2 separate regions of the Capra hircus genome follow, and region 1 is linked to region 2. A link is a contact called in public Hi-C data. All regions are on one chromosome and are shown on one strand. The core of a region is the stretch at or near the end of the contact, and the rest is flanking DNA. Distances in the headings are between cores, read along the strand shown. Region 1 has its middle 10 kb from the start of TEKT5. Region 2 has its middle 58 kb from the start of EMP2.

Region 1 (2,828 bases), core at 19-2,518, 170 kb after region 2:
TGGACACAACTGAGCGACTGAACAACAACAACAAGTTGCAAATCAGTACTTTTTATTACTTGGTTTTTAATAAATATTGTGTTATCCATAGAAGTTAACTCAAGGAACTTCCAGCAACACAGTCAGCCCCCTCACACTCAGGGTAGGTCACACATGTTGCTTTAGACAGTAAGTTCCTAACACCTGGGAATTGTTGTCTTTCTCTCTCTGGGCTCAGTTCGTGTCTCCAAACCCTTGGGGTGTTTTGCCCCCTGCATCCAGACAGTCGACTCAACGCACACAAGGTGAGCCATGATGGGAAAACCAAGAAACCAGAACAGAGGCTGCTTCCATCTGTTTTCCTATGTGACCACTGGGAGTTCTTGTGTCTAGAATTCAAAACAGTGAATCAGAGTGTGACCCTCCAGGTATGATATTTTTGTTTGGAACGTGAACGTTTTAGTTCATACACAAAGTCTTTTACTGGACTGAGTATCTCCCTGGTGGTCCAATGATTAAAGACTTTGCCTTTCACACACGGGGTTCGTTCAGGTTCATTCCGTGGTTGGGAAACTAAGATCCCACACGCCCCGCAGCCAAAAAATATAAAAAATTGAAATGTAATCTTTATATCTTTCAACTAAAGCAAAACCAAGATGCTAACCAGGAATATAATTATTATTGGGAATACAGTTGTGTAGAGGAGAAAGGTGTTAAAATCACTGTCTACTCTGGGTGTCAAATACATTAGATAAACCACTGCTTAGAAATCCCTCTTGCATGCGTGCTAAGCCACTTCAGCGGTGTCGAACTCTTTGCAACCCCATGGACTGCAACCTGCCAGACTCCTCTGTCCATGGGATTCTCCAGGCAACAGTACTGGCGTGGCTTGCCATGCCCTCCTCCAGGGGATCTTCCCGACCCAGGGATCGAACCCGAGTCTCTTACATCTACCTGCACTGCAGGCAGGTTCTTTACCACTAGCGCCAGCCCAGAGATTCCACATCCACCACTAAAACTTTTTTTTTTCAATCTCTTTCTGCCTGATGGAAAACTCATTCACTTTCTGAATCATCTGGGGGAAGTGGACTAGGAGAGGCTGGAGTATGGGGGACGGGAGACCTGACTCACTACCTGAGTGGTGTGCCCAAGCCTCCACCGCATCAGGAACCTCCCTCCCGGCCAGCATCCCACTGACTCTGTTTTATTTCCGTCTCTCTCTGCAGCTACCGCATTCAGAGAACTATCTGACTTCCCCAGCCAGTGAAGGGACAGCGCCGCCTGTGTGAATTTAACGTGAAACCCATCTGCCTACAGAAGGCCTGGAGATTGTCTTAGGTGACGGCTGGAGGAGTGCTTTCAGCCGCGAGCAAATCAACGCAGCAAATCAGCAAGCTTTCCTTGGGTGCCCCCTGCAGGTAGGTAGAATCTGCCACTTGTCCTTCCCTGAAGCCAAAATCTCACAGGCGGTGGCTCCAAGCAGTGCTTAGAAAGCCCCGCATAACGGCAAACACAAGAAAGAGAGAAAAAGAAGTCCAGGAAGAAGCTGCTTTCAATTCAGCATCCTTGTCAGTTTGTATCATTCAAAAATGAGATTTATATTTTACAATGTAGTTTTTTTATTTTTATTTTTTCACTTTGAATTTCAAAAGGGGTCTTTTCGGTGCTTAGTGCACTGGTCCTGGCTGGTATCCAAAGACCTGGCAATCTTTCTGGAAATCTCCCTTCAGACACACACATACATGTGCGCTAAAACATGTGTCTATACACGCTCACTGTCACATTAATTGTAACAGGGAAAAAAACCAAATGGCCTTCAGTACAGGATGGCTGAATGAAATATAAAACACCTATTCTATGGAGAACTCTGTAGCATTAAAAAAAAAAAAAAAGAAAGAAAGGTTAGGCTTGCATTTGCCGATAGGAAAAGATTTTTAAGATATAAGTGAAGAAAGAAAGATATAGAACAATGCATACGATAGGGTACCACCTAAGCAGATATATGGGCTTCCCAGGTGGCTCAGTGGGTAAAGAACCTGCCTGCAATGCAGGAGACGCAGGAGACATGGGTTCGATACCTGAGTTGGGAAGATCCCCTGGAAGAGGGCCCGGCAAGCCACGCCACTGTTCTTGCCTGGAGAATCCCATGGACAGAGGAACTTGGCCAGCTATAGTCCACGGGGACGCAAAGAGTCAGACATAACTGAGCACGCACAGACAAGCAGATATTTAGATAACTGTATAATGACAAACATTTCTGGAAAGATACACATGAGTCAGAATGATTATCTTGGGCAGGGACAGGACTGGAATGAACACACATGGGGAGATTTTTTTTTTTTTAATTAAACCTTCCAAACTGGTACACATACAGGGTTGACCCTGGAGCAGTGTAGGGGAGTTAGGGGCACCAGCCCTCAACACAGCCGAAAACCCAAGTATAATTGATAGTCAGCCCTAGTTATCCACCATTCCATACCCTTGGGTTTAACCAACTGTAGATTGTGTAGTACTGTAATATTTAGTATTGAAAATCGATCCAGGTATAACTGGACATGTGCAGTTAACCCTATGTTGTTCAAGGATCATTGTAATTTTATTTTAGTATCTATATAATATATGCATTCTTCAGGCAAGAATACTGGAGTGGGTAGCCATTCCCTTCTCCATGGGGATCTTCCCCATCCAGGGATCAAACCCGGGTCTCCTGCATGGCAGGTGGATTCTCTACTATATGAGCCACCAAGGAAGCCCTCAATACATAAATAGTATACTCCGTATTATATGTAATATATTCATATAGGTAACCTAATAGGGCATCAACTTCTGGCTAAGATTGGATAATGGAG
Region 2 (2,804 bases), core at 207-2,706:
TGGGTTGGGAAGACCCCCTGGAGGAGGGCATGGCAACCCACTCGAGTATTCTTGCCTGGGAAATCCCATGGACAGAGGAGCCTGGTAGGCTACAGTCCATGGGGTTGCAAAAAAGTCAGACATGACTTAGAGACTGCTGCTGCTAAGTCACTTCAGTCGTGTCCAACTCTGTGCGACTCCATGGACAGCAGCCTACCAGACTCCTCCATCCATGGGATTTTCCAGGCAAGAGTACTGGAGTGGGGTGCCACCACCTTCTCCAGACTTAGAGACTAAACAGCAACAAATGTACCTGTAAGGACCGTGTTGCAAAGCCTCTCTAGAACTCTTCCATCTTGCAGGACTGAAACTGCACCCGCTGAACAGCAAAGCCCCACATCCCCCTCCAGTCCCCTCCCCAAGTCCTTGGCAACCACCCTTCTACTTGCTGTTCCTATGAATCTGACGAGTTTAAAAATACCTCATGTAAGCATCATCAAGAGATGGAAACCACCTAAATGCCTGCTGAAAGATGAGTGGAGAAAGGAGACACGGTGTCTTCCATAGGATGGAATATTATTCGGGCGTGAAGAAGGGAATCTTGTCACAGGCTACGGCATGGATGAACCTGCAGGATATTATGCTCAGTGAGAAAAGCCAGCCCTGGGAGGTCAGATTCTGCCCAAGCTTGACTCTCATTCCACTGGACCTGAGTCACAAGGTGGCATCTTCAAATCCCCTGGAGATCCTCAACAACCTCCACACCTGGCTGCTCTCCAGACCAAGGAGATGGTGACCTCCATGGAATCCAGGCTTCAGAAGCTGCCCAAGTGGTTCCAGCACATGGCAGGTTTGAGAACACAGGATCTGGAGTCGGAAAATCTAATTTCAGTCCTCAAGTCTGCTGCTTACTGGGTAAGTGGGCTTGGCCCGATGAACCGTGATAAGAGACGAATAGTCCTCACCGAGCACTGGGTGTAGGCCCCCCTGCTGTTGCTGCCATGGCTGCTCCCATTTTACAGACAGCAGAGGCCCAGAGACATCAAGCATCTTGCCTGAGGTCACACAGCAAGGAAATGCGGGGACCGGGTTTGAATGCAGGTGGCCAGATCACCAGGAAGCATTGGCATACAGGTCTCACTGGTCCTAGTGAGATACTTCTGGATGTCGCACTTCATTCTGAGAACATCTGGGGGCCTTTCAGAGACCTTTTATTTGGGAACAAAAGACCAGCCATCCCAGGATGACAGAGGATGACAGAGACGGAAAGCAGGCGTCAGGTGAGACAGCATCACTGGCTCCATGGACGTGAATCTGAGCAAACTCCGGGAGATAGTGAAGGACAGGGGAGCCTGGCGTGCTGGAGGCCAGGTTCAGGCTCAGGCTCAGCAACCGAGAACCACCAACAGGCTTCAAGGAAATGCAAACCGAAGCACGGCTAAGAAGGCAGAGATGTGGCGGCCGTCTCGTCACAGCCCGTCCCGCGTCTCCAACTCAGGGTCAGGGCAGGAACGCGGATGCTGAACTCGGCTCCAGCGGCCTTCCTCTCTGCACGACACGGGCGGCACATCCTGGCAACTGAACTTCCCCTCCTGGCCAAAAAAAAGCTACTATATTTGAGGGAGCCCTGTGCCAAGGTCCAGTTACACGTCGCTTTCCTCTCCCGTGTGCCATTCACCTCTGGCATTACACTGCTGTCCTTCTATAAACACGGAGAGGCCCTTCTTTCCTGGTTCCTCTGGCCTCTGTTTGTTCTAGTTGATGATAAACGTTGAGCTAATGTGCAGTTTCAGCTTCAGGACCAGGAACATCCTGTACCGCTCAGACAGGTCAGGCCCACGGTGTGGCAGGCTGCCACTGGCTTCGCCCTGTTCCCTCCAATGCTGTGACCTGTTGTGGGCTCTGGTGGCCTCCTCATGGAGGCCAATTACTGTATTTCCTGGTATATAAAGCCCTAGAGCGGAGGTGGCTCCCAGCTGGGGGCAATTTTGCCTTCCCTCCCCAGGGGACATCTAGCAATGTCTGGAGACAGTTTGTGCGTGCGAGCTAACTTGTTTCAGTCATGTTCGACGCTTTGCAACCCTATGAACTGTAGCCCACCAGGCTCTCCTGTCCATGGGATTCTCCAGGCAAGAATACTGGAGGGGGCTGTCATGCCCTCCTCCAGGGCATCTCCCTACCCCAGGGATCAAACCCACATCTCCAGTGGCTCCTGAGTTGCACGTGGAGCCACCAGCAAAGCTCCAGAGACAGCTCCAGTCAGCTCAGTTGCTCATACATGTCCAGCTCTTCGTGACGTCATGGACTGCAGCATGCCAGGCTTCCCTGCCCATCAACAACTCCTGGAGCTTGCTCAGACTCATGTCCATCGAGGAGGTGCTGTCATGCAAACATCTCATCCTCTGTCGAACCCTTCTCTTTCTGCCTTCAATCTTTCCCAGCATCAGGGTCATTTCTAGTGAGTCACTTCTTTGCATCAGGTGCCCAAAGTATTGGAATTTCAGATTCAGCATTAGTCTTTCCAATGAATATTCAGGACTGATTTCCTTTAGGATGGACTGGTTGGATCTCCTTGCAGTCCAAGGGACTCTCAAGAGTCTTCTCCAAAACCACAGTTCAAAAGCATCAATACTTCGGTGCTCAGCTTTCTTTCAGAGAAGGCAATGGCAACCCACTCCAGTACTCTTGCCTGGAAAATCCCATTGATGGAGGAGCCTGGTAGGCTGCAGTCCATGGGGTCACTAAGAGTCGGACATGACTAAGTGACTTCACTTTCACTTTTCACTTTCATGCATTGGAGAAGGAACGGCAACTCATTCCACTGT

The links. A called contact is a pair of places that touch in the nucleus more often than the background predicts.
Region 1: a Hi-C map of blood shows a contact between it and region 2, with 5 times the contacts expected there. The contact joins two enhancer-like sites. A contact is called at or near these places in 3 of 5 Hi-C or Micro-C datasets (blood and liver).

The regions. Positions count from the first base shown.
Region 1 is chr25:9,311,818-9,314,645 of ARS1.2, forward strand. No RefSeq gene overlaps it. Among named protein-coding and RNA genes, the nearest start is that of TEKT5, 10 kb to the left of the region's middle. Within about 2 kb of position 1,269, at least 1 of the 5 cell types and tissues checked has an H3K27ac peak or open chromatin away from gene starts, as enhancers often do.
Region 2 is chr25:9,143,950-9,146,753 of ARS1.2, forward strand. No RefSeq gene overlaps it. Among named protein-coding and RNA genes, the nearest start is that of EMP2, 58 kb to the right of the region's middle. Within about 2 kb of position 1,457, at least 1 of the 5 cell types and tissues checked has an H3K27ac peak or open chromatin away from gene starts, as enhancers often do.